4 separate regions of the Mus musculus genome follow, and all the other regions are linked to region 1. The links are chromatin contacts, called in public Hi-C, HiChIP or PLAC-seq and promoter capture Hi-C maps. All regions are on one chromosome and are shown on one strand. The core of a region is the stretch at or near the end of the contact, and the rest is flanking DNA. Distances in the headings are between cores, read along the strand shown. Region 1 holds the start of Kcng3 (potassium voltage-gated channel, subfamily G, member 3). Region 2 overlaps Gm34801 (a long non-coding RNA gene). Region 3 overlaps Mta3 (metastasis associated 3). Region 4 overlaps Gm41635 (a long non-coding RNA gene).

Evidence for each region. Promoter capture Hi-C pulls out the DNA fragments that hold promoters and counts their contacts. A called contact is a pair of places that touch in the nucleus more often than the background predicts. HiChIP or PLAC-seq counts read pairs in DNA pulled down with a chosen protein or histone mark.
Region 2: a contact with region 1 is called in a promoter capture Hi-C map of embryonic stem cells, with 6 times the contacts expected there. The contact joins the enhancer-like site here to the promoter of Kcng3 in region 1. A contact is called at or near these places in 8 of 39 promoter capture datasets (the C10 cell line, the HPC-7 cell line, embryonic stem cells and 3 more), 7 of 484 Hi-C or Micro-C datasets (CD4 T cells, the G1E-ER4 cell line, the HPC-7 cell line and 4 more), 3 of 115 datasets of contacts at active chromatin or transcription factors (T-cell acute lymphoblastic leukemia, embryonic fibroblasts and embryonic stem cells) and 2 of 9 other capture datasets (adipose tissue and liver).
Region 3: an H3K27ac HiChIP or PLAC-seq map of embryonic stem cells shows a contact between it and region 1, with 2.8 times the contacts expected there. The contact joins the enhancer-like site here to the promoter of Kcng3 in region 1. A contact is called at or near these places in 10 of 39 promoter capture datasets (the 3T3-L1 cell line, 3T3-L1-derived adipocytes, the C10 cell line and 6 more), 2 of 15 datasets of contacts at CTCF or cohesin (both in the NIH/3T3 cell line), 15 of 484 Hi-C or Micro-C datasets (the F1.1 cell line, the G1E-ER4 cell line, Sertoli cells and 6 more), 15 of 115 datasets of contacts at active chromatin or transcription factors (the HPC-7 cell line, bone marrow-derived macrophages, embryonic forebrain and 5 more) and 3 of 9 other capture datasets (adipose tissue, liver and pancreatic islet).
Region 4: a Hi-C map of cerebral cortex shows a contact between it and region 1, with 2.2 times the contacts expected there. The contact joins the enhancer-like site here to the promoter of Kcng3 in region 1. A contact is called at or near these places in 3 of 39 promoter capture datasets (the C10 cell line, the HPC-7 cell line and trophoblast stem cells), 3 of 484 Hi-C or Micro-C datasets (cerebral cortex, nephron progenitors and uterus), 2 of 115 datasets of contacts at active chromatin or transcription factors (neural progenitor cells and stem cell-derived neural progenitor cells) and 2 of 9 other capture datasets (adipose tissue and pancreatic islet).

Annotation. Positions count from the first base shown.
Region 1 is chr17:83,630,604-83,636,712 of GRCm38.p6, reverse strand. It overlaps Kcng3 (potassium voltage-gated channel, subfamily G, member 3), which reads left to right and starts at 4,818. Exons shown (of 2, transcript NM_153512.1): 1 at 4,818-5,750. The coding sequence starts at 5,095.
Region 2 is chr17:83,559,689-83,566,328 of GRCm38.p6, reverse strand. Gm34801 (a long non-coding RNA gene) reads left to right here. Exons shown (of 8, transcript XR_877032.2): 2 at 174-235; 3 at 1,484-1,578; 4 at 1,779-2,572; 5 at 6,572-6,640. Among named protein-coding and RNA genes, the nearest start is that of Gm34801, 4.9 kb to the left of the region's middle. Within about 2 kb of position 2,303, at least 22 of the 459 cell types and tissues checked have an H3K27ac peak or open chromatin away from gene starts, as enhancers often do. A contact at or near this core is called in the N1E-115 cell line, embryonic stem cells and liver, where this site is marked.
Region 3 is chr17:83,749,207-83,755,041 of GRCm38.p6, reverse strand. Mta3 (metastasis associated 3) reads right to left here. Exons shown (of 17, transcript NM_001379391.1): 5 at 1,125-1,188. Among named protein-coding and RNA genes, the nearest start is that of Gm46597, 26 kb to the left of the region's middle. Within about 2 kb of position 1,516, at least 8 of the 459 cell types and tissues checked have an H3K27ac peak or open chromatin away from gene starts, as enhancers often do. A contact at or near this core is called in embryonic stem cells and induced pluripotent stem cells, where this site is marked.
Region 4 is chr17:83,543,861-83,550,388 of GRCm38.p6, reverse strand. It overlaps Gm41635 (a long non-coding RNA gene), which reads left to right. Exons shown (of 2, transcript XR_877027.2): 1 at 1-2,045; 2 at 2,504-4,709. Among named protein-coding and RNA genes, the nearest start is that of Gm41635, 3.5 kb to the left of the region's middle. Within about 2 kb of position 4,173, at least 67 of the 459 cell types and tissues checked have an H3K27ac peak or open chromatin away from gene starts, as enhancers often do. A contact at or near this core is called in adipose tissue, cerebral cortex, neural progenitor cells and 3 more, where this site is marked.

The DNA.
Region 1 (6,109 bases), core at 3,569-6,068:
AATGAGCAGAGAACTCACCTGTTAGAGATTATGTCAGAGGTGCTGAGTCAGGCTGAGTCAGAACGGCTGCTGGGTCAAAGTTGAGTTGAGCCTCAGGTTCGAGTCAAATTGCAGAAGTGCAATGTGGCACTATGGAGACCACAGACTCGAAGGAAAGGTCAGATTCAGTCAGGTCAATGAGGGGATCCTAGCCATCTGGGCCAACTATGGAGAGCTGAGAGAGTCACACACCAGCTGGTCGGATGACAGGTGAGTGGCTCATATATGAAGCGTTAAATATACTTTTGTGTTTGTTTGCTTAATTCTTGTCTTTTGAGACAGGGGTTCTCTATTTAGCCCTGGTTGCCATTATGCAGACCAGGCTGGTCTTGAATTCACAGATATCTGCCTGCCTCTGCCTTCAGGGTGCTAGGATTAAAGGCTTGTTAGATGCTCTCTTCATGGGTCCAGGGGAGGGTGCTGCATTCTTTCCTTAGCCTGTGGTGCCAGGCCTGTTTTCATGCTTTTATTTCTATACATGTGTATGTAAGATGTGTATGTATATATAAATACATATATTCATGTGTCTGAGTCCAGGTGCATGCCTGCCATAGTAAATTCATCAAGGTCAGAGAATCTCCAGTCTGGGTTCTCACCTCCACCTTGTTCGAGACATTCTCACCTTCGCTGCTATATACCCCTGGTGTTCTAGTTAGGGTTACTATTGCTGAGATGAAACACCGTGACTAAAAAGCAAGCTGGGGAAGAAAGGGTTTATTCAGCTTACAGTTCTAGATCATAGTCCATCACTGGAGAAGTCAGGACAGGAACTCAAGCAGGGCTGGAACCTGGAGGCAGGAGCTGATGCAGAGGCCATGGAGGCTTACTGGCTTGCTTCCCATGGCTTGCTCAGCCTGCTTTCTTATAGAATGTGGGAGCACCAGCTCAGGGATGGATGGCACCACCCACTGATCACTAATTGAGAAAATGCCTTATAGTTGGACCTCATAGAGACATTTCCTCAACGGAGGCTCCTTTCTCTCTGATGACCCTAGCTTGTGTCAAGTCAACACACACAATCAGCCAGTACGCCGCCAGGCTGGCTGGCCTGTGGTGAGCTCCCAGAGATTTTCCTGTTTCGCCTCTCACCTCACCATAGGCACACTGGGATTATGCACAAATGTGTTTGGTTTCATGTGTGCTCTAGGGATCCAAACTTGGCTCCTCACATCTACATAACAACTGCTTTAACCAATGGGCTACCTTCGTAGTCCCCGATCTATGGTCATCTGTTTTCTGCAGTTCCAGTTAAACTGATAAGTTTGGAGGGCAGAATGGTTCTGCATGTAGGAATAAGCCATTCATCAGTAGGTGCCTCCTGGCAGTAGTAGCCTGGACAGATGGCACTGATTCTCTGTCCACCAAGATGCAAAATCCACCTGCTTCTACATCTGCACTCAAAAGGGAGTCAACAGCTGCTTGTAAAATGGAGTCTCAGGGCACGGTGTAGCCTGAAAAACCTCTGTTTTGCACAATCCTGAGTAATTTAGGGCAGGGCACAGCCTTTCTGCTCATCACCAGGGGTGCAGGAATTCACACTGAACCCAGAGCTAGCAGTATAAAGAACAGAACTTTTCCATTAATGTTTGATGTTTCGCATTACTCAGTTCTGGGCTGGTGGTGCACTATTTCTGTGAATTGTATTTACAATGACAAGGCATATTTGCACTGACGGAAACATACATGAGATGGGATGCGCTGTCTATTGCCCCGACGCCATCTGTCTCACTTAACACCCACAGCACCCTCTTAAGAGAAGTATCCTCATCGCCATCTTATGCACGAAAGATTGAGATTTGAGGTTAAGGGATTTGTTAGATATCACTTGGCATTTTGCAGCCTGCTTTCCCTGAAGGATGAGCCCAGAAGCCATCTTGGACAATCTGAACTCCTGTATGCTGGGATTACAAGAATGGACCACTAAGCCCAGTTTATTTGATTTGGGCTTTCGTGCATGCCAACACTTTATCAACTAAGCTATATTCCCCAGCCAGGATTTTGGAGAATAGTTTTATGTAGCCCAGGTTGGCCCCAGGTTTCCATTTAGAGTTTGAAGGATGCCTTGGTGAAAAGGAGAGAATGCTTTGGGGAATTGTTCCGGATCACAAGGGCATGAAAGAATGATGGGGAGAAGGTTGCGATGATAATCTAGATGCTAGAGATGGGAGTGGCTAGAGCCAGGACTGGCTTGAGCCTTCTTTCTGCCGTGCTGCTGTGGTTAGAGTGTCTCTAGCAAGTTCCAGCCACATCTGCCACAAGCCTTTGTTCCACCTCTCTGAAATGGGTTGACACATAGAGAATGAAAAACAAAAAGCAAACAAACAAACAAACAAACAAACCTACCTTCTCTCAAGCTCAAATCCTTCCTGATGCTTTTTAAATGTTAATTCGTACTAAGGATTTAGATAAGACACCTCCAGATACTGTCCTGAACCCAGAAGAGAACCCGGGTGTAATAATTCCCCTGTAGGCGTCCTCTCAGAACACAGTGGCATAGGATTGTTTGTAAGAATGTTCTCTAAGCCAGGTTATACCGAGACAAAGCTATCATTTCTGCATGTCTCTGTATACTTTAAGAAAATGATTCGGGTGTTGCTGTTGGGTTGATGATATCACAATCAACTAAGAGTGTTACGTTAGAAACAAAGAAAATGATTTAAACCTATCTAGCCGATAAATATGAAAATATAACTTATGAAGCCTACGCTGCATTGTCACCAAATAATCTGTTTTCTAAGTTCAAATTTAATTTAAAAAGAGATATTTCTCTAAATGCTTCCAACAGCAGACTGCAAAGGGTTTTTTTTTTTTTTTTTGCATAGAGAACACAGGAAATAAATATAGTAATGTTCAAATCACCAACACAATGGCTGTTCTGTTGCTTGTTGCTTTTAGAATATTTTTAACAACTTGCTGGTGAATTGGCTCTTGCTGGTGTGAAGCCAGGCTGGTAGCTGGTTCTCACCTGCTTTTATTTATTTATTTATTTATTTATTTATTTATTCCTCTGGTCACTGTGTCCTATCCATTACTAAGACCTGCTAGATACTGGGCTGGGTTTCTCATAACTGGCTTTCATTTTTACTGACACGAGGTTAGGGCTTCTATTCCTGGCTTGCTGAAAGAGCCTTTTCCTTAGAATAACCCACGGGGCAGAGCGTCTTCCTAAACTAAGGCTTTCATCTAGCCACTTCTGTTATTAAAGCTTCAGGGATCCCATTGCAGATAGCCCGGCATGGACACAGGTCTTAGAACTCCCGTTGTTCCAGCCAGACAAATGCATTAGCTTTCTTTACAGTCGCTAATCTTTCACATCTGGCATTTGCTCCCCCGGAGTCCCTGGCTCCTTCTGCCAGCACCTCCTTCCATTCCGTATTGAATTCACTTCCTTCAGGATGTTTTCCTTGCTTAGTAGCTACTTAGCAGATAAATAACTCTTGTTTTTGAGCTTTTAATCACATTAAGTGCTTAAAAAAAAATGATCCAAGTCTAGGGATAAACAGCTTATGGAGATTTTCATTCTCTAAGAACCACCCAGGGTGACTTTGTCAGAAAGAGAACTCAAATTTGCAGGCGGCTGTTTTCACTAACATCTATCCGAGAAGCAGAGCAAATGACTCCTTATGGTGACCTCTAGCGGGCACGGGGCAGTCCTACAAAATTAGGAAAGTGGAGGGGGAAAGCAAAACCCTTCCCCAGGTACTCCATGGTCACAGGAGCCCATCTCACCCCTCCACCCTCCCTATTCATTTTTATTTCCAGGGTTTGTTTTGCATCTAACGCCGTCTCCCTTATATATAACTCACCTGTTTCTTGCCTTTGACGGGCTGGGTTGCCGGTGTCGGATGTGTAAACTGCTGTTTAAAATAATGCCTGCCAAGTCGAACCCCACTCCACCAAGCCTTAACCCTGCCTCTGCATTTGAAGGCCGGTGCCGCAGTCGCACGGGGGTGCTACGGGGAGGGAAGGAGTGGACATCGAGATAGCATGAAAAGGAGAATGCAAGATCGAGGCAATAAGACATTCTGGTCTTGCCAGTGAAAGAAAATTCTCTCCAGACTGCTACCCGACTCCACCGGAGGCATCGTGAGAGCGGTGTAGGCGCCTTCTTAGGACCCCAAGGCTGGGAAAGATGGGGGACTAGGGCGAGTCCGTTGGCCCATGGCATCCCTCAGGGAGCAGGGGGTGGGGAGAGCTTGGTGCGCGGCCGCCTTCGGAGCGCACGGCACGTGGGGTGCCCCACGCGCGGAGAGGAAGCGCAAAGTCTGCAGGCAAAGCCGCGACTGGGTTGCCTGCTTTGAGAAATCCTTTGGGGCGGCCTTAGAAGCCGACCAGGGTTTCCAACAGTCTCTGGCAAAGGCTCATCCAGACGCCGTCTGCTCCCTACTTCAAACCTCGCACCTTGGTCCTCACCTCAGCACCCCTCCTTCCCTCCTGTCTCCTCCCTTCGGGGGACTCTTTAAAGGAGCCTGGGGGAGGTGTGTCCATCATCCGGATGGCCCCGGGGCTCCCCGCAGCTCGCATCACGCCCTGCGCACCCCTCCCGGCCACTGCGGGCGGGGGCGCACGGCGTCACGAGGCGGGGAGCCCGAGGTCCGGGGCGGGGCGCCGGGGAATCCCAGCCGGAGCGAGCCGGGAGGTGCGGGCGCGGGCGGGCAAGGAGGTGCGCGCGGAGGGAGCGGAGCGCGCGGAGCCGGCGGGCGAGGAGGAGGACGGCGAGGGAGGCCCCGCCCCCGCCTCCCGGAGCCCGCTCCTCGCCGCCGGAGCCGGCTCACTTTGCCTTTCGCCTCTGGACGGCGGCGGGGCTGCGTGCGCCGGGGACCGGGCAGACCTGCCCACGGTGCCTCGGCTAACGTTCGCCCTCTGGGAGACCGGCGCCACCTGGAGCTGCGGCCAGCCACCCGGATTCGGGAGGGCGAACCCGGGAGCGAGGGGCGGCGGCACTGACACCGCGGGGGACGCGGGCGGTGCGGGGCGCGAGCCCCGGGGGAGCTCGGGCCCCGACGGCGCGGCCTCCCCGTGCGCGCGGCGGGCAGGCCCCCGGGGCGGCCAGCCATGACCTTCGGGCGCGGCGGGGCGGCCTCGGTGGTGCTGAACGTGGGCGGCGCCCGGTACTCGCTGTCCCGGGAGCTGCTCAAGGACTTCCCGCTGCGCCGCGTGAGCCGGCTGCACGGCTGCCGCTCGGAGCGCGACGTGCTCGAAGTGTGCGACGACTACGACCGGGAGCGCAACGAGTACTTCTTCGACCGACACTCGGAGGCCTTCGGCTTCATCCTGCTGTACGTGCGCGGCCACGGGAAGCTGCGCTTCGCGCCGCGGATGTGCGAGCTCTCCTTCTACAACGAGATGATCTACTGGGGCCTGGAGGGTGCGCACCTGGAGTACTGCTGCCAGCGCCGCCTAGACGACCGCATGTCCGACACCCACACCTTTCACGCGGCAGACGAGCTGGGCCGCGAGCAGCCTCGTCCCGCCGGACCCGAGGCGGCCCCCTCCCGGCGCTGGCTGGAGCGCATGCGGCGGACCTTCGAGGAGCCCACGTCGTCGCTGGCCGCGCAGATCCTGGCCAGCGTGTCCGTGGTGTTCGTGATCGTGTCCATGGTGGTGCTGTGCGCCAGCACGCTGCCCGACTGGCGTGCGGCGGTTGCTGACAACCGCAGTCTGGATGACCGGAGCAGGTACTCCGCCAGCCCTGGGAGGGAACCCTCCGGGTAGGACGCACTGCTTTTTTTGCCCGTCCAGTCCGTCCAGTCCCGTCTATCCGTGCCGTCCGTCCGTCCGGTCTCCGTCCTGTCTGCCTGGCAGCTCAGCTAGGCTTTTTTCCTGCCCCAGGAGGTCCCTGGCGCTCCAGCCGAGGGGTGTGAGGAATCTATGGGTCCCCAACCCCGCCCCCTTTTCACAGGCGCAGCCTGTGGTTGTGCTTGGGTCTCACCTTTTAGAGTAAAACCTCCAGGCTTTGTGTTTTAGTTCTGACCAAATAGCAACCTGCTAATTAGATTTTCCAAACTTTTATTGCTAACACGCAATAATTTGCACGATGATTCAGTTTGAGCTAAGAGCTCTTTGAAAT
Region 2 (6,640 bases), core at 1,054-3,553, 68 kb after region 1:
GTCAGTTAAGCTATGTGTAAAAAAGACAAAGGCTGCAGGCTTCTGCTTACATGGAGGAGGACAGAATGACTGTACAGGGAGTAGACATTGGCTTGATGAGAACGCCTTGGGAGTGAGTTGTGCTGTGCAATACTGAGAACGCACTGATTTGTTTCTTCACCAAGGTACCTCAGTGTGCAGGAACTTACGGTGCGAGCCCGAAGACATGCGTTCCGACTCCAAAACCCACATCAAGGTGAAGAGAACCAACTCTGCTAGGTTGTCCTCTGATCTCACCTGCACACTGTGGCATGCATGCCTCCCATGCAACACACACACACACACACATCGATGATCAGTTAGTCCATAGAGATGAACTCTCCCAGGTCGACTGACCATAAACCTACTGCCTTAGTTTCTCTGGATTTTAAAAGCTATTCGGAAACAACTTTTGGTAAAACAAAACACGTTTATTTAGTTTGCCAGCCTGTAGAGGACGGCTCCTGCTTTCTCTCTGACTCGCCTGCAACATTGTGATGGTTTTACAGAAAAGGTGACAGAAGCCAGGAGCTGGGCATGCGTTACTGTAATGGGGACAAGCTGTCAGGGCTGTGTCCCATCTGTTCTTGTGAAGCTCATTCATCCTCTGGCTGTCCCTGGAACCAGGGCTAATTAGTCCCTGTCTTTCCCCCAGCATAGATGCCTGGAGCAGTAGTGATTCTTAGGATCCATTGTATCAGCCCCCTCCCCCTTGAATATTCTGGTAGCAAGGGGGAGGGACATAGTATTCCCCATTAGAATAGCTCATCAGGACCTAAGCAGAGGTTCATGGTTATAGCAAACTGCTTCCCCAGCATATGAGGAGGGCCTGGGCTTGGTCCACAGCACTAAGAAATAGTAGAGACACCTACTGGACTTGTTGTTGTTGTTGTTAAAAATCTGGCTAGTTACTGTTTATAAGAAACATCCCAGGGCTGGCGAGATGGCTCAGTGGGTAAGAGCACTGACTGCTCTTCCAAAGGTCCTGAGTTCAAATCCCAGCAACCACATGGTGGCTCACAACCATCCGTAATGAGATCTGACGCCCTCTTCTGGTGTGTCTGAAGACAGCTACAGTGTACTTACATATAATAAATAAATAAATCTTAAAAAAAAAAAAAAAAGAAACATCCCAGGGCAGGAATGTTTAAATGTAAGATTAGAAAGAAAGAAAGAAAGAAAGAAAGAAAGAAAGAAAGAAAGAAAGAAAGAAAGAAAGAAAGAAACTCCAGGTCATACCATGAATGAGAATTGTGTGCCTGGCGCCAGGTATGGTGAAACTCTATTAGAATCTGAACCCTGTAGACCCATTGTTTTTTTTTTTTTGTTTTGTTTTGTTTTGTTTAAAAAAAAAAAAAAAGCTACATATACCGGAAGGAACCAGGTCTGATGCTGCCTGACACCAGAGGCACCACACACAAGAAGCCATACTCTAAAAAAACCTGTCCCTTTTGAGTTTCCTCAGCCTCAAGAGCATCTGGAAGACAAGGTCATTCCACCTGCACCTTCAAAATTCTCTTCAGACAATCAAAAGGATGCCAGAACTTCTTAGATGCAGAAGTAAGTCCTCTCTATCTCTAAGCCCGTGGGGTTGCTGTAACCTGCTGCATGGCTTTCCCTTTGGCACAGATGGCTTCACAAGTGCTCGGCAATCACAGCCACACAGTTTTTCCTTTTAATCTGTCCCGCCCTCAGAATCCTGGGGATCGGTTTGGCACATTCTTAATATACAACAATTAGAGTGTTTGCTTGTCTTGCAGCCTGAAGAGTCTCACGTCTGAGCTCAACAGATAAAATAGTGAGGTTGGCTGTGTACTGTAGGACTGACGGCCCCAGGGGGAGCCTGCCTGATGGTCAGAGAGATGCTTTCCTGTGCTTTCCAGAATGGCAGCAGGTCAGACCGACTCCTTCGAGTTGAGAGATTGCAGCCACTTCCTATCCAGGGAATCCAGCCCCTCCTCCCCTTCCCAGGCGGTCGGTAGACTCTTCATGGAAAGATCCATGCTCCCTGATTACAGGAAACAGTTATAGGATAATGGAGCAGCATCCCCCAGCTCTCCAAAACGGTTCCAGGGACCAGTGTCAGGCTCAGAGATCGGAACATGGTGGAAAATGAGACCTAAAATGAGACCCAAGGGCTACAAAATTAGCATATGAGAAAAACCTAGTAAAGAGGGAAGCTGGAACTGCCTTCTCTTGCATCTGGCTGGAGCCACTGGCACAGCTGCAGAGGCACTCCAGAGTGTCTGCGGGTGACCTGCCACATGGCCTGCAGGAGAAAGGCAGTGCTAGGCACGTGACCTCAGAGGCTTCCGTATGGGACATAAGTAACCCTGTCCTTTGCCGAGTGCTAGTGCCAAGCTTCCGAACATTTCTCTGTTTGGGGTGCTTCCTCCCTGGGAGCTATCTTCTTTCTTAATATATTCTTCAACCTTATTTTCTTCTGTTCACGTGTCTCTGTCCAATTCCCTGTTGCAGATACAGAAACCCAGACCCCTAGTGGGCACCCACGGAAACGCAGCATCCGTAGGATCAGCACTGGTCAACAGCCAAGGTACGGAACCAGTGTAGATGCTCATCAACAGACCAGAAGAGACCATATGTGTATACACAGCAGAGTTTTATTTAGCTGTAAATAATGGAATTATGGGTTGGGCAGTGGTGGCACGTGCATTCAATCCCAGCACTTGGGAGGCAGAGGCAGGCAGATCTTTGAGTTCAAGGCCAACCTGGTCTACAGAGCGAGTTCCAGGACAGCCAGGGCCACGTAGTAAGACCCTGTCTTGAAAATACCAAAAAGGAAAGAAAAATAAGAGTGAAATTATGTCCTGTGCCGAGAATAAGACACCTCATTAACCACAATAAACTAAACTCTCGAGGACAAATCTGTCCTCTGGCAATGCAGTATTAGGAATAGGGGTGAAATGAGGAAGAATAGTGGGGGCTTTTGTTGTTGTTGTTGTTTTGGTTTTTTGTTGTTGTTGTTTTTACATTCAATAAGAAACCGTTCTGATATATAAAGCAAGCCTATTAGAATCTGACAAAAATATTATCATGGGAGATTTTAACATCCTCTGGAGAACTAGTATATCTTTGTTTTCACAGACAGAAGATATGGCAGAAGTACAACACTCAAGACAAAACAACTTGAACCAGACAGGGTTCCTCGTAGAGAACCAAAGCCACTCCAACCAAGTGCTTACATCACAAAGGAATACAGGGGCTGCTTTCAAAATTATTGCCAAGTCAAGAAACACTGAGGGTTCCTAAACATAATTTTTAAAAAAAAAAAATTGCATCTAACAGTTTCTGGCAGATAATATATATTGTATGAACCTTTATTAGATAAAAACTGAAAGCTCTAAGCTGCAAGCATTGTGAGATTGAGTGCTTCAGTTCAGATCGTCACTGCTATAATTCAGGTGCCAGAAAGCTGTTGCTGCTGAGGCTGAAACAATTTGATGTCAGCCCAGCCCTGCCTCCTGGGTACCACCCAGGAGGATGATGGTCTCTGGCCACCTTCCCACTCCTGTATACTACTGTATAAGACTTCTTAGTCCCAGATAAGTCATACATAGAACACAAGTTGTCATATACTCTTGGAAATTTAGAGTTGGCTTTTCAGCCCTTGTGATTCAAAGGAGACCAGTGTAGCAGGGGGAGATGAAGGCCGAGCACCAGTGAGTGAGTTTGGGTACAAATGGCTGAGAACCAGCCTGTGGTAGAGTGAATAAGAACAACCCCCGTAGGCTCCTATGTTTGAATGCTTAGACACCAGGGAGTGGCCCAATTTGAAAGGATTAGAAGGATTATGAAAAGTGGTCTTTCCGGAGTGGGTATGGCCTTCCTTGTTGGAGGAAGTGTGTCACTCACAGTGGACTTTGGAGTTTAAAAGCCTGTGCCGGTCCTAGGCTTTCCCTCTCTCTGCCTTCAGACAAGGACCTAGCTCTTATCTACTCTTCCAGCACCACATCTGCCTGCCTGCCACCATGATGATAATGGACTAAACCTCTGAAACTCTAAGTAAGCCCCCAGTTAAATATGCTCTTTTATTAGAACTGCCATGGTCCTGGTGTCTCTTCACAGTGATAAAACAGTGACTAAGACATAGCCTAAAGTGAAATGTGTGAGTCTTATGAAAAGAACTTTAAAATACTATCAAAGAACATGACAGGGGACCCAGACCTATATGGGAAAAGATTCCATATTCTTGGATTAAAGGAATCAGCCTCTTGGGAAGATTTAATTAAAAGAATTAATTTCTAAATTAATTCTTTTTCCTGTAGTGTGACATCTGAAGCCAGGCTGGCCTTGAACTCATGTAACCCAAATCTTCCTGCCTCACTATTCTAATCCTGAAATTACAGGCACGAACTACCTTGCTGGGCTCCTAAGTTAATTTATTAATAGAATGCATAATCAATAAAAATGTCAGCTCATGGACTAGCAAGATGGCTCAATATGTAATATAGTCCCCATGAAAGCCTGAAGACCTGAATTCAGTCCCTGAAACCCACAGTGAAGGAGAGAACTCATTCCTAAAACATGTTCTCTGACCCTCACAGGTGCACCATGGCATATGCATGCCTCTACTCTCACGAATACAACACACACACACACACACACACACACACACACACACAAAGCTTTTAAAGATCAGTTCTTGGTTAGAACAAGAGCTACTGATTCTAGTATGTGTGTATGGGAAAACAAAGAAGATTGGTTAGCAAACAACAACAACAACAAAAACATAATAGCTCAATGAAGGGAAACCAGGCTTACCGACCCTTAAACACAAAAACTCTCAGCAATGAAGACAGCGAACATGGAGAAATGCTGGGGACAGCTTACACTGACAGGGACTGCCTACAGTAGGCCGAGATGGAGACATCTCAGAAGCTCTTTGTAAAAAACAGTTGTTCCCATTTTTCCTAACCTTAGCCCTGGACAACAGCTGTATAGATTTCATTTGTACATGACTGCTTTTCAGTTGGCCTTGGTGTGCGTAATTATTCTATTCTTTCTGACTTTCTAACTTCTTTCTCCTTCTGCTCTGGTGAATTCTGTGAAACTAGATGCTTCTTGATGTAACGATTCTTAAACAGTTAAAAATTGAGGCACTGGGGCACAGCACAGCACAGTCCTGATGGCCCAGGTGCATGCTGTGGGTTCTCATCTTGGAGACAATGTAATACCTACACAATGGTAGTTCCAGATTAATGTTTGACCTGCAGAGGAAGTTTGAAGAAATAATTAGAAAATGACTTAGAGCCAACATTGGAACCCCCCAAAAAGGAAAAAAACTATTGAAGTTATGAGAAGTCTTGCACAACATTTAAGAATGTTTCCTGGATAAGAAAGTATAGAATACATAAAGTCTTCTATTAGTAAAACTAAGTCAAAACACTGGGACTCTTAGGAGAGTCATTGTGTGCAATGCACAGAAGCAGAAAGCTAGTAGAACTGCTGAGTTAAGGGTTGACTTGATTCTTTCTGGCCACTGCCTGGCAGCTTTGCCCATGTCATTTATCATTAGAGCTTCACAAGAAAATGAAGTGGCTGACCTCGGAGCTCTGAGCTCTGAAGTATAATAAGTCAAAAGTTAAAGTTTAGATAATGATAAGTTTGCAATTATTATTTTGACTACAGGCCTGGGAATAGGGGAAGCTTGAAACTTTGGGGAACAATTGTAATTCTTTTTTTTTTTTTTTTTCCGAGACAAGGTTTCTCTGTATAGCCCTGGCTATCCTGGAACTCACTCTGTAGACCAGGCTGGCCTCGAACTCAGAAATCCGCCTGCCTCTGCCTCCCGAGTGCTGGGATTAAAGGCGTGCGCCACCACCGCCCGGCCAATTGTAATTCTTGATTCTTTTTTTTTTTTAAAGATTTATTTATTATTAGAATTAAGTACACTGTAGCTGTGTTCAGACACACCAGAAGAGGATGTCAGATCTCATTACAGGTGGCTGTGAGCCACCATGTGGTTGCTAGGATTTGAACTCAGGACCTTCAAAAGAGCAGACAGTGTTCTAACCCGCTGAGCCATCTCATCAGCCTATAATTCTTGATTCTTTGTGGGATATGGTTATTTTTTTGAACTTGATTTGACAATGATTATACAATGTCTTCTTTTCTATCAGCTTTTGGAGTATCAATAAAAGACTGGGGCAAAAAAAAGAAAAAAAAAAGACTGGGGCAAGAGAAAGGCGAGAGAGCATGAGAAGAGCTTGTGAAGAGTGAGTGAGGAGAGAATGTGAGGTGTGTATGGAGAGTGTGTGTGTGAGTGAAGGGAAAGTCCATGTGGTGTGTGTGTGAGATGTGTGTGAAGAGTGTGTGAGAGTGAAAGGGGAATGCACAGAGGTGTGTATGAGTATGGGAGGTCAAGAAAAGAAAACCACATAGGAGACTGCACTGTGCAGCCTGAAGCTGCAAGCGGATGATTGAGAGAGAAAGAACAGAGAGTGAGAGAAAAGAGAGAGAAACTTTAGGCCTTGAAAAATTGCTTGTCAGTTTGTATCCAAAACGTAGTCTGTGTCTATTATTCGCCTTCCAGATATCCCTGCTTCCGGTTGAGAACGCCAATCCTGTGTCGAGGCTGGACCCTGGCAGAGACTATAGAGAC
Region 3 (5,835 bases), core at 267-2,766, 120 kb before region 1:
TCTGTGTATTACACACAATCCTGAACCCACAGGAAAAGGCACGGGATCCTCTGGAACTGGACTTACAGGTGGCTGTAAGTTGCCAAGTGGGTGCTGAGAACAGAGCCCAGGTCCTTTACAAGATCAAGTGCTCATGACCACTGAGCCATCCCTCTGCCCCATCCATGAGGTCTGTTAATATCACTATGCAAATTCCGTCAACAAGTTATTATAATTCTGTCATTCTCGTCCCAGCTGTAATGTGTAGGCGTGACTATAAGGATAGACACAGCTGCAACTAACTACAGCGTTTACCACCAACCAGCCCTCACACTGAAGACTCCACTGGTTCTGTAAACGCTCAGTGAGGCCAGTGAGACTACTCAGAGGGGAAAGGTTGCTTGCAGTCCAAGACTAATGACCCGCAACCCACATAAAAAGGTAGATGGGGGCCGGTGAGATGGCTCGGCAGTTAAGAGCACTGACTGCTCTTCCAGGGGTCTTGGGTTCAATTCCTAGCACCCACATGGTAACTCACAACCATCTGTAATGGGACCTGGTATGTCTGAACACAGCTACAGTGTACTCAAACATAAAATAAATAAATAAATCTTAAAATAAAAAAAAAAGGTAGCTGTACAGAAGTGAGTCTACCAAGGTGTCCTGTGACCTCCTTATGCACACAATAGCATCCATGTCTGCCCTGTAGCCATTCCATGTATGTGCATGTGGGCAGACACACAAACATATAGTAATAATAATTTTTAAAGACAACATAACCAAAAAAGCCTCCAGTGCCCAAGAGTTAATAAGCAGAGTGACCAGGCCACTAAACTCTTAGGAATTCTGCAGAGCCCCTAGAGCGTGAGCCATTTACTCAAAACCTAGGGCCAGAGTGAGAAGGAACGAGGCTCAGAGATAAACACCCACATCTCTGTCCTGAGCCTCTCACTGGCAAGTGGCAAAGGCCACTGCTTTTGATGACTCTGCCTTTAGCCTGGACAATGCTACTGCCGAAATGCACTCTGGTTGGTGTCGCCTTGCAAGGAAGGCACAATAACACGCTGGCCCAAAAGGACATCCAAAGTGTGGGCTTCGTGTGAAGTAACGGAGAGAAAACAAAAGCGGAGACGGCTGCAAATTACCTCCTTGTCAAGGTATGACAACACGGATTCTGTCTCATTCAGCAGGGCCACGCTGCACTTCCCCCTGGTAAAGAAAGGAACACACGACAGGTGTTACAGTCTCAGTGGTTACATACTAGCTAGGGACACTCAGATCCTGAGTGTAGATGAAAGTCTCGATGACAGCCAGGGACATACTGAGACTCTTCAGATCAACTTTACAGTCCTGGTCTCCAGTGACCCGTACAATAAAGCCTGGTGACAGGCATTTAGAGGCCAGCCAGTCCTGGCAACGTTACTAGACAGAAAATCATTACAAAAGACACCTTACAGGCGCTTCCTAATTATACACTACAAAAGAAAGAAACCCAGTGAAAGCCTCAGGCTAACAGTGAGACTCTCAGGCTATGAAAAAAGCATTGAGGTGAAATCGCGCAAAAGGGGTCTTCGGTCATCCCTATACAAAGAGCACATACAATAACAGTCAGACCTCTTTATGGGAACCTGGAAATAATGTGCATTCAGGATGTAACCAACTGACCACTCCTGGGACTATTGTAAAGGCTGATTCAGCTTTAAATGACTCCTGCAGAGCAAGGGGCAAAGTAAGGTTCCCACATCCTGGAATTGAGGCCTAGGGTGGAGCCCTGAGGGTGACTTCAGAAGTAAGAGGCAGGTACTATGTAGCCCTGGCTTGCCTTGAATTCACAGATGCAGACCTGCTTCTCAAGTGCTGAGATTAAAGGTGTGTGCCACCATGTCAGGCTGAGAAACTTCAATTATAAAAGGTAGAAGGACGGATGACAAATACTTTCAAAGTTATTGTCCATTGGTTTAAGAACAGTTTACTCTAAGCCACAATAACCATGCAAACATGCAAAGCCAAACACTACAAGAACACGCACCAGACAAGGCCTCTCTCTCAGATCGCTAGGGTGAAGTACTAGTCAAAGAAAAACACCAATTAAAAGCAAACAAAACAAAACAAAATACAACACCACAACTAAAATGCTAAAGCACTGATCAAAAGCAAATTTTCTAGGTGGCCGAGTGCTGTGGATAGCCCTGGGACTAGTTAAATTTGATGTTAATTCCGTTCTCCCGAGAGTGGTTGTGAATGGGAACTGAGTCAGCACTCAGGTGTTTTCCTGTAAACCTGCTTCCCACCTAAATTTATAAAATAAAGGAGAGCTGATGGTTGGGCAGATAAAAGGGAAGGTGGAGCAGAAGGTGGAGAGAGAGAAGGAGAAAATGGAAGAGGGAGAGGACGCAGAGGAGGAGGAGGAAGAAGAAAAGAGGAGCAGAAGCACATGGTCTGGAGAAACAGCAAGTTCAAAGGGGTCTCATAGATGTGGAAGATGGGAGTGTAGCGGTAGATCTGCCCAATTTAGGTGTGGAGATTCACGAAAACAGGCGTGGCCCCGCACACCTTCGTTCCCAGCACTCAGGAAGGCAAAGGAAGCTGCTTGCTCCCTGGAGTGACATCTGTCTCAAAAACAAAACAAACAAAAAACAATAATAAATCAATTTAAAATTTTTAAATGAAAGTTTTCTAAGATCTGGGTTGAGAAGGACCCCTTTTTTCCTTCTGTTTTGTTTTGTTCTGTTTCTTTTCTTTTTCTTTTTCTTTTTTTTTTTTTTAAGTTTCCTAAAATTTGTTTGTAGCAGGAATAATGGCCCACACTTGTAATCCTAGCATTTGCGACTCTTAAGAGTGGATCACAAGCTTAAAGTCACCCGAGTGAGTTCCAGGCTCACTGTGTGTGTGTGTGATTTCTTTTAAAAACAAAAAGCTAAAGGAAGGATCTTAAGCAGGTAAACTGCACTAGTACATGTAGATATTATACATCACACACTCACACACACACATATACACACACACACACACAAAGCTGCTAATTCTCCATCAGGTGTCTTGGGCTTGGCACCACTGGCTGCCATGGGAATAGGCGTGTCTTTGTTGCAGGGCCTGAATTATGGGTAGCAGCAACTGCAACATAGATAACATCAGTATCCAATTGTGACAAGCAAAGCTTCCCGGGCCCATTTAATGTTCTATGGGAGGCCATCCTTCACTGAGAGCCACTGTTAAGAGCTACAAGTTGCAGGCTAATAATCCCTAACATTTCAGAGTGCTTATTCAAGAGTGTGACTTTGTAGGTTTTTAGATTATAAGTAGAACGGGACAAAGAAGAGAGACAGTTTAGATACTTCTATACATTTCTATTCAAATACTTATTTTCTATTGTAATACTTAAACAGGATAATTTTAACTAATAAAAATTAAGAGAAGGCAATTTGGGAAGCAGAGGGTACAGCCAAGGTGAAAAAGAGCCTTCTAGGCGTGAAGCCCTGGGTCTGATCTCTAGCGCTTGGTAAATGGGAGAGGGGTAGCGCCTGCCTAGACCCATCACTTGGGCAGTAGAAGCAGGAGCACTGCAAATTCAAAGTCATCCTTGGTTACCTAGGGCGTTCAAGGCTAGCCTGGGTGATGTGAGCCCAGTATCAACAAAAGCAAAACCAAACAGCAGCGCCAGGAAGACACTCCATCACTCTCCTCTAAGTGTTAAGAGGAATTAAAAAGCCAAGAAAAGAAGGTTGAAGTTTAAATTCAGTGTCAGTGGGTTCTGTAAATAAGAGACAACATCAAGTAGTGTTAGGGGAAATCCAGTGTGTCCGTGGCCTGTGAAGAACACAGACTTGGTAACAAAGAGGAAAAGAAACAAAGAGGACTCAGAGAAGGAAAACCCTCTGCCAGACCCCTGTCCCCTTTCATTAGAGGAACAGGGAGTTCCAAACAGTGTAAAGGAAGACTGTCCTCTCCAGGTCGGATGACAGAGACATCGTGTTATCATCAGGACAGCCTAGACAGCCTCACGGCATGAAGACTGTGTGAGGACAGAGAACTCCGCACCAAGATGCAGACTAAAGTACATCAGCACTTAAGGCAGGGAGTGCTCCTCAGCCAGGACACTGCATCTTCCAGACACGGCGGGGCTGTCAGAGACCGTGATAGCATGCACAGGGCCTGCACAGCTGCAAACCAGACAGATCCCAGCACTGAAGAAGAAAAACAGTATCTATGGTGGTTTGAGTAGGTTTGGTCTCCATAGATTCATGTGTCTGAATGCTTGGCCCTGGGGAGTGGCACTGTTAGGAGGTGTGGCCTTGCTAGAGGATGTCCTTGCCTTTGGATCAAGATGTAGAACTCTCAGCTCCTCCAGCATCAAGTCGGCCTGCACGCTGCCATGTTCCCATCATAATGGACTGAACCTCTGAACCTGTAACCCAGCCCCAATTAAATGGTTTTCTTTATAAGAGTTGTGTTGTTCTTAGTGTCTCTTTGCAGCAGTAGAACCCTAACTAAGACAGGGTCCCACCCTTAACCAAGAAGCTATTTGCAATCAACACCTTCTGAGACAGGGAACAACAGTTCTCTCCAAAGGAGTGTCACTGGGTTTATCAACCACATTCCAGGGTGTAGTTGGCCAGAAGCTGCTTGTATTCTAATGCTAATATTGGGCCTCCAAAACTGGTTGCCCAAAATTATTTCTGATTGGTGAATAACAATGCCAATAGCCAATAGCTGGACAGAAGAAACATAGGTGGGGTTTAGGTTTCTCAGGCTTGGGGTTGGAAGAGAAACAGGGGAAGAAGAAGGTGCAGGAGGAGGCAGGAGAACCCCATGGGTTAGGTGAGCCATGAAAATGTGGCCCAGAAGGCTGGCCAGTTGAAGTAAAGAGCAGTCCAGATGAAACATAATAACTTGGGGTTATCGATAGGAAAATAGATTTTAACAGCAAAGAGGGTAGCTAGTTGTCTGGCTCATGTACTGTCTAAGATTTATTGTAAATATAAAGGCTGAGTGTATCTTTTATCCAGGACCTAAATGGTAAAAGGTGGGGGAGAAACCCCGGGCCGGGATTAAATATTTCTACAACCCCAGGGCAGACGCCATGCCCAGGAGGAGTTGGCCACACAACCAGATTCCATGTTTATGTTGTTGCTTTGTTTGTCTTTTTATTTTGGGGGGTTTGGTGGGCATTTTGGTCTTTTGGTCTCATTGATTCTTCTTTTTTATTTAAAGTCTGTCTGTTTTGTTGTTGTTCCTGTTTATTTCTGAGAGAGAAAACATGAGGTTGGGTGGCCAGGGAGGTGGGGCAGATTTGGGAAGAGCTGGGAAAGAATATGACCAAAATATGTTGTATAAAAATTTTTAATTAGGGCTGGAGAGATGGCTCAGCGGTTAAGAGCACTGACTGCTCTTCCAGAGGTCCTGAGTTCAGTTCCCAGCAACCACATGGTGGCTCACATCCATCTGTAATGGGATCTGACGCCCTCTTCTGGTGTGTCTGAAGACAGCTACAGTGTACTTAGATATAATAATAAGTAAATCTTTTTAAAATTTTTAATTATTTTTTTTTAAAAAGCGTATTGGAGATGGGGATGAACTTGTGCTAGAGCACCTGCTTAGTGTGCGTGAGGCCTGGCAAGGAAGGAGGAGGGGAAAGACTGAAGGGAGAAACCCCACATATGGCTGTGGTGTCATTTCCTTGCCCCCAGTCTACTGTTAACACTAAGAGCAGAATTAGGTGAACTAAGTAACTTCAGCATGCCGAAATTATTTTTAAATGAAAATACTGTTTTAACTTTAAATTGTGTGTGTGTGTCTGAGTGTGTATGTGTGTGTGCGTGTCTATGTGTGTGTGCGTGTGTATGGTTATGTGCCTGT
Region 4 (6,528 bases), core at 2,924-5,423, 86 kb after region 1:
ATCTAAAACCTAAGGATAGTGTCCAAAATACACATAATTATTTTATCTATTAAAATGAACAATAAAGTTGTTAACAGTCACTTCCTAGTTTTCAATAATCTGTCTATATTAAATAATTTATAATTATTTCAAAATTTCATTTATAACAGTTTTATAATCTAGAAGTAGTCAAGTACTACGTCCAAATTTGGTTTCGCTCCACAGGCTCTCTCTCTCTCTCTCTCTCTCTCTCTCTCTCTCTCTCTCTCAAAAGATTTATTTTAAGTTACAGGTATATATGTATTAGATAGTGGTGGTATGTGGACATGCAGTCAGGTGCCCACAGGGTCCAGAAGAGAGTGTCACATTCCCCTGTGGCTGGAGTTACAGTAACTGAGAGCTGTGGCATGAGGGTGGTTGGAACAGAACTCTGGTCCTCTGCAAGAGCAGCAAGCCATCTTCACCTTTGAGCCCTCTCTAGCCCTCTCTTGTCTCTTTCTTGTGGTGTTAGATTCCTCTCACAAACTTTTTTTTTTTTTAACTTTTCATCCAGTTGACCTGCTGAAGAGCCCTGGTCAGTGACCTTATGGCATGTCCTACATCTTGGGCTGCCTGTTTTCTCATGACGTCATTTCCTCGTTTCTCTGTGACTTGCACCCCAATCCCTCTTCACTCAGGATGTTGGCCTGCCTGACATGAGTCCCGCTGACCACTGGCTCCTCCCCTTTCTGCCTGGATTCCATCCTTGGAGTTCCCTTGATGTCAGTAGGTCATTTTTCCCAAGAAGATGCCTCCTGCTTCCTGCCCATCTAGAGATCAGAGCGGGGGAAGGCTTGGGGTTTCCACTTCCAATACCTGAGCATCCCTCAGTGCCTTCTGGCTTTTGGACCAGAAGTCCCCTGTTCTCTGCAGGTGAACAAGCCTCTGATCTTTGGCTAGGACAAGAGAGGGGCAGGGTCCTGGAGGTCAGGCAGCTTTCTGTTTTGTTTTGTTTTTCAAGACAGGGTTTCTCTGTGTAGTCCTGGCTGACCTGTAACTCATTCTGTAGACCAGGCTGGCCTTGAACTCATAGATCTGTCTGCCTCTGCCTCCTGAGAGCTGGGATTAAATGTTCAAGTAGCTTCTTGATTATTACCTCCACTGCTCATAAGGTTGTACCTGCCGTTGTGGGTTCTGGGCCTTTGATGCCTGGGAACAGAGCTGTTTGCGTTCTCCCAGCGTGTTCTCAGAACTGCCTGGATGGCTGTCTCTTTACCATCTGTTTTCCACCTTCTGGCTGTTGCTGCTTGTTGTCTCTGTGTTCTTGGTCCTGGTGGGCTAGTTTTCTCTGCAAATCTCTTTCCTGGTGCTTAGCCAAGTGTAGAGGGAGAGACTAAATTCGTGGCGGCTAATCCACCAGCTCTATCCACTAGTGGATTTAGAAAAATGCTTTGAATGGCCAGGAGAGTGTTTCAGTGAGAAAGGTTTGCTTCAGAGGCAACAATACCCCCGGGCCCTTTGGATTAACCCTGAAGTTCGGTTGCTCAGCAGGATGCTGGGAGAATTTAGAATTATAGAGAAAGCAAGTAGTCTGAGACCAGAGAGGAAGGGAAGATGTAAAGATAGATGTGATAAGAACCCAGGGACAGTGGGAGGCACACTCCGTGCTGTAACCAAGGGCAGACGCAGAGCTTAGTGCTGTAGGAACTTCCTGCTGGGGGCGCTGGTTGAAGCGCTTGGGAGAACAGCTCTGTCCTCCATCTGTCTTAGGCTGGCTGTTGGCCTGGCATTAGAACAGGGGCTGCTGCCTTCCCGCCTCTGTGTTTCCTTCCTCTTTGAGTTGAACATAAGTGTTTTGGGGAGAAAAATCCATTTCCTCTGCAGGAAATTGTGGCCACACAACTCTGTTCTTGCCGATAGGATTTTAGCATCGGTGTGACCGAGTCCTGCGCGATAAATGTGAGCATGAATGTCATGTCAGAGTTCCAGGAAGGCCAATTAAAGGGATTTCCTCGGTTGCCATACCTCTTTAAAGCCCATCTGCTGTTAAGACCGAAATTTGGATGAAATGGCTGGAGTTGTAGGAGGTATTATGCCTTGGGAAGTATTCTTCTTCTTATTTATTTATTTATTTGTTTGTTTGTTTGTTTGTTGGGGGTGGGGGACTTGTGCCATGACACACCTGTGGAGATAAAAGACTTCTTTCACCGTGGGGTCCCCAGGTTGTCAGGCTTGGTGGCAGCACCTTTACTCACTGCTCCATCGCTGGGTCAGTGTCATTTTGAGGTGTTCTTGAAGAAAAAAAAATGACATCCAGGCTTAATAATATTATGCAGCTACCAATACCACAGGTCCAGTCTGCTTGTACTGGCATTTTTCTTTAATGGAACAGATACAGGAAATTCGCTTTGCTTTCTGGTTTTTTAAAATAGTAATCACTTATTTGGCAAGTGCCTCGGAAGCTCTCAGCTTGTGTATTAACTCGTCTAATCCTCCCACCACCAGCCGTGAGAGGTAAGCACTGTTTCTTACCTCTGTTTTGCAGATGAGGAACGAGGGAGGAGGCTTAGAGAGGTTAACTAGCTTGTCTAGTGGTGACCTGTCCGTAGCAGTCATCATCTGGCCTTGAAACACACCCAGCCTTTGGAGCTCAAGTCACAGAAAAGTCACCAGCCAAGCCCATTCCGACTGACACCTTCCCTGCCTGCCACCTCCACATCTTGGATTATAGAATCAGAGTGCCAGCCCAGCAAGCATGCCCAAGGAATGAAGGAGGAAGACTCTGGAGTTCTGGGTGTCGCCAGCACAGACATCAATAAAGGCTCGGGGAGAGGCGAAAGATTAGAAAAGGCCAGGTGACCTGGAGGGGTGGGGCCTGAGGGCTGAAGTGTAGATTAAGAGCAGGTAAGAGGGGCTGCGGTTGTGTAGCTCGGTTGCTTAGGATGCATGAAGCCCTGGGTTCAGTCCCCAGCAACCCACAGAGTACAGGAGGAGCAAAAGTTCAGGGTCATCTCCAACATAGCAACGTTGAGCTCAGTTGGGCTGTGCCAGCTGCCTGTCTGGAGACGAGGTTCCCTCCCTGCACCATACTGTAGAGGCATGGTATACAGAGCCTCTGGTTTGCATCTGTCAAGCATCCCCAGTGTTCAGCATCGCCCCCTTAGGTGTGGTCCTCTGTACATCCTGGCTTCCTTTGAGCCGAGCGGATAGAAAGACTCATTAGGAAATTTGAGGCGGCTGTACTTGTTAGGAATAGAGAGCCCTGTAAATTCTACTTCGGGCGTGGTAGGGAGAGTTGGGACCAAATTTTTAAGATACAAATAAGAGCACTTTCGTACCATAAACTCATCTTTGCTCATTGAATTAATCAAAGAGATAAGAAATATTGAAAAAAGAGAGAGTGTGTGTGCTAGGCATAGGGCTCTTGATTAATGAGGAGGCCCGGAAGAACAGCTTTCTCAGGGGGGCGCATAGGGAGCGATCCTGTACCAATTGCTACCTTATCACGTAAGTTTCATTCCTTGGTCCCCTAGCTGACTGTAAATAAGCCAATTTTAAGGGTACTGTTGCAAGCTAGACTCGCTGGAGTCGAGAGTTTGAGGTCACACTAATGAGCTGTGAGTTATGGGTGCTCTCAGGTGATTCAGTTTTGCCCTGAATGCGAAGGCAGCTCTCTTGGGCTTGTCTCTTGGTTCTAAAGTGCTGGCTGGTCTGTGGGGTTTGTAGGAGAGGGCATGGCTTGCCTGGAAAAAGCCGCCGATCTCTAAGGATGCTCTTAATAAAGTCACAGTAGTAATGAGGCAGATGGGCCCTGCATTTGGAATGCAAATTCACATCCTGGCAGAGCAGCCGGAGGAGGACCGGGCCCAGCCGAGCTCAACGGAAGCGTCCTTTTCAAACATCTCCATGGAGAACCTGTATTTGCACCCAGAACGAAGGAAACAGCTTGAGGCTGAGACAGCCCTGGGGAGTTCTCAACCAAAACTAGATTGCCCGAGGGACACCCCGGGGAAACCCTGATGAAGAGTCCAAGTTGGACTCATAGAAAATGAGAGTTAATGAGATGCAAGGGAACAGTGAAGACTGGAGACAGCTTTGAGTGGGGAGGACAACCCAGCCTCCAAATGCAGGGCTGAGGAATGCTGAGAGAACTCTCCAAGTATTTGTTAAGTTTTTGAGTCACCTAAGAGAAATGAGCCTTCCTGGGGAAAGAACAAAGACTTCCGACCTGACAGCTTCGAGCAAGGCCGGAGCACATCAAAACAGCCTCTGCAGAGGCGCGTGATAAACAGCCCACAGTCCTTTTCCCCTGACTTTTATTTCTTCTCTCTGATCATCCGTGTATTTCACGATTTCTCATTCCTTCGTTCACTTCCACCCCGAGGGACAGGGTCACAGAGCGATCAGGGACACATCCAGGAACAGAATATTAAAGGCTCCATCCTTGTTCCACATCTGAGAAAGAACATTGGGGAGCCGGGGAAAATGAAACAAATCACTCACCCCGACGACGGCTCAGAATAGATCATTCCCGGGGCTCCGCGGCCGCGTTCGCGGCTGAATCCGGAGCTCTGCGAAAGGCGCTTAAGAGATTTTATTCCTAATCTACTTTTTCCTCCTTAGAGCTTTGGAAATATGGCTGTGTAATTTAATGATTACAGGAGATGAGCCGAAGAATGAGCTAAATAAGATAACATCGGCTCGCTTTGTAATGAGGGGGCCGAATTTTCCAAATATAGAGCAAAATCCAATTGTGGCCCTGTTGTTTATAAATGTTTCCTGCATGACATTTACATGAGAGCCTCTGTTGGGACCCACAGTGTCCTTTTTCATATCTCGAGCCTTCTCCTTGGCTTTCTACAGAATTAAGGGAGGAGAATGCAAGCTGATTTCTGTAGATCACCCTGTTGGCCGTATAGACTAGTGTGTTGTGCTGCTGAAAGAAATATAGGCTGGAGTTAGACATCTACACAGTGAGCAATGTCAATGGTTACCATGAGAGGCAGCAGACACCCCTGAAACATCACGAGCTTTTCAATAGTGGATAACAAATAAGATTCAAAAAGCAATAGTAAGAAATACAGTTCAGCCGTGTGGTAGTGGCACACGCCTTTAATCCCAGCACTTGGGAGGCAGAGGCAGGCGGATTTCTGAGTTTGAGGCCAGCCTGGTCTACAGTGTGAGTTCCAGGACAGCCAGGGCTACACAGAGAAACCCTTGTCTTGAAAAAAAACAAAAAACGAAAGAAAGAAAGAGAGAAAGAAAGAAAGGAAGAGCATGGCTCTAGCTGCATACGTAGCTGAGATGGTCTCGTCGGTCATCAGTGGGAAGAGAGGCCCTTGGTCCTGTGAAGGTTTTATGCCCCATTATAGGGGAATGCCAGGGCCAGGAAGCAAGAGTAGGTGGGTTGGGGAGCAGGGGGATGGGGGAGGGGATAGGGGATTTTCAGAGGGGAAACTAGGAAAGGGGATAATATTTTAAATGTAAATAAAGAAAATATCTAATTTTAAAAAAACCAAATACAATTCAGTGTACGGGTGTTAGACTTTGACCAGGCATGTTGGGTCTCTGGTCGGTGCTAAGACATCAGGTGAACGGCATGTGGAATCTCTTACTTATCGCTATAACTTTCTGTTTGTCCCCAAATAAACATTTGGAGAAAGAAAACAGTGCTGCTTCAGATGTTGCTATCGAGGAGGGAATAGGAATAAAAGACCCGGTGTACACACCAGGAACGCTAGAAGTGTCCCTCCAGCTCTAAGTTTGTTTGGAAGAATCTGTCTTATGCAGAGTGCAGGGGGTTGATCATAGCTCCCTCAGCAATGGGGAGAAATGATGTGCAGCCAGAATCACACGCCACAGGAGAGTTGGTGTTGCCACAGCAAGGACTCTGAGAACTTACCAAGACTAGGAAGATATCTAATAACTGAGAATGCTGTCCTCAAGTATAAATGAATAGAAAGGGCAGGTTACAGCGTAAACAGTACAGCCCTGTTTTAAACAAATGTGCTTAGGACAGAGATAAAGATGTTCAAAGGTATAAAGAGTGGACTTCTCCAGATGTGAGACTGTTGGGATGTGTGGATTCGATTATGTCCCCTCATAGTGAATGTAAAAGCCAGCTTGAGCCACATAAAACCCTATCTTTAAAAAAAAAAAATTTTGGGCTGGTGAGATGGCTCAGTGGGTAAGAGCACCCGACTGCTCTTCCAAAGGTCCGGAGTTCAGATCTCAGCAACCACATGGTGGCTCACAACCATCCGTAACAAGATCTGATGCCCTCTTCTGGTGTGTCTGAAGACAGCTACAGTGTACTTACATATAATAAATAAATAAATCTTTAAAAAAAATTTTTTTTTCAGCTGGGAGTGGCCGCACATACCTGTGATCCCAACATTCAGGAGGCAGAGGCAGGAGGATCTCTCTGAGTTTGAGGCCAGCCTGGTCTCGAGAGTGAGTTCCAGGACAGCCAGGGCTACACAGAGAAACCCTGCCTCAAAAAATCAACCAAACAATAAATAAGTAAACAAACAACTAATTAATAAAAAATAAGTTTTTCATGTTGAATTC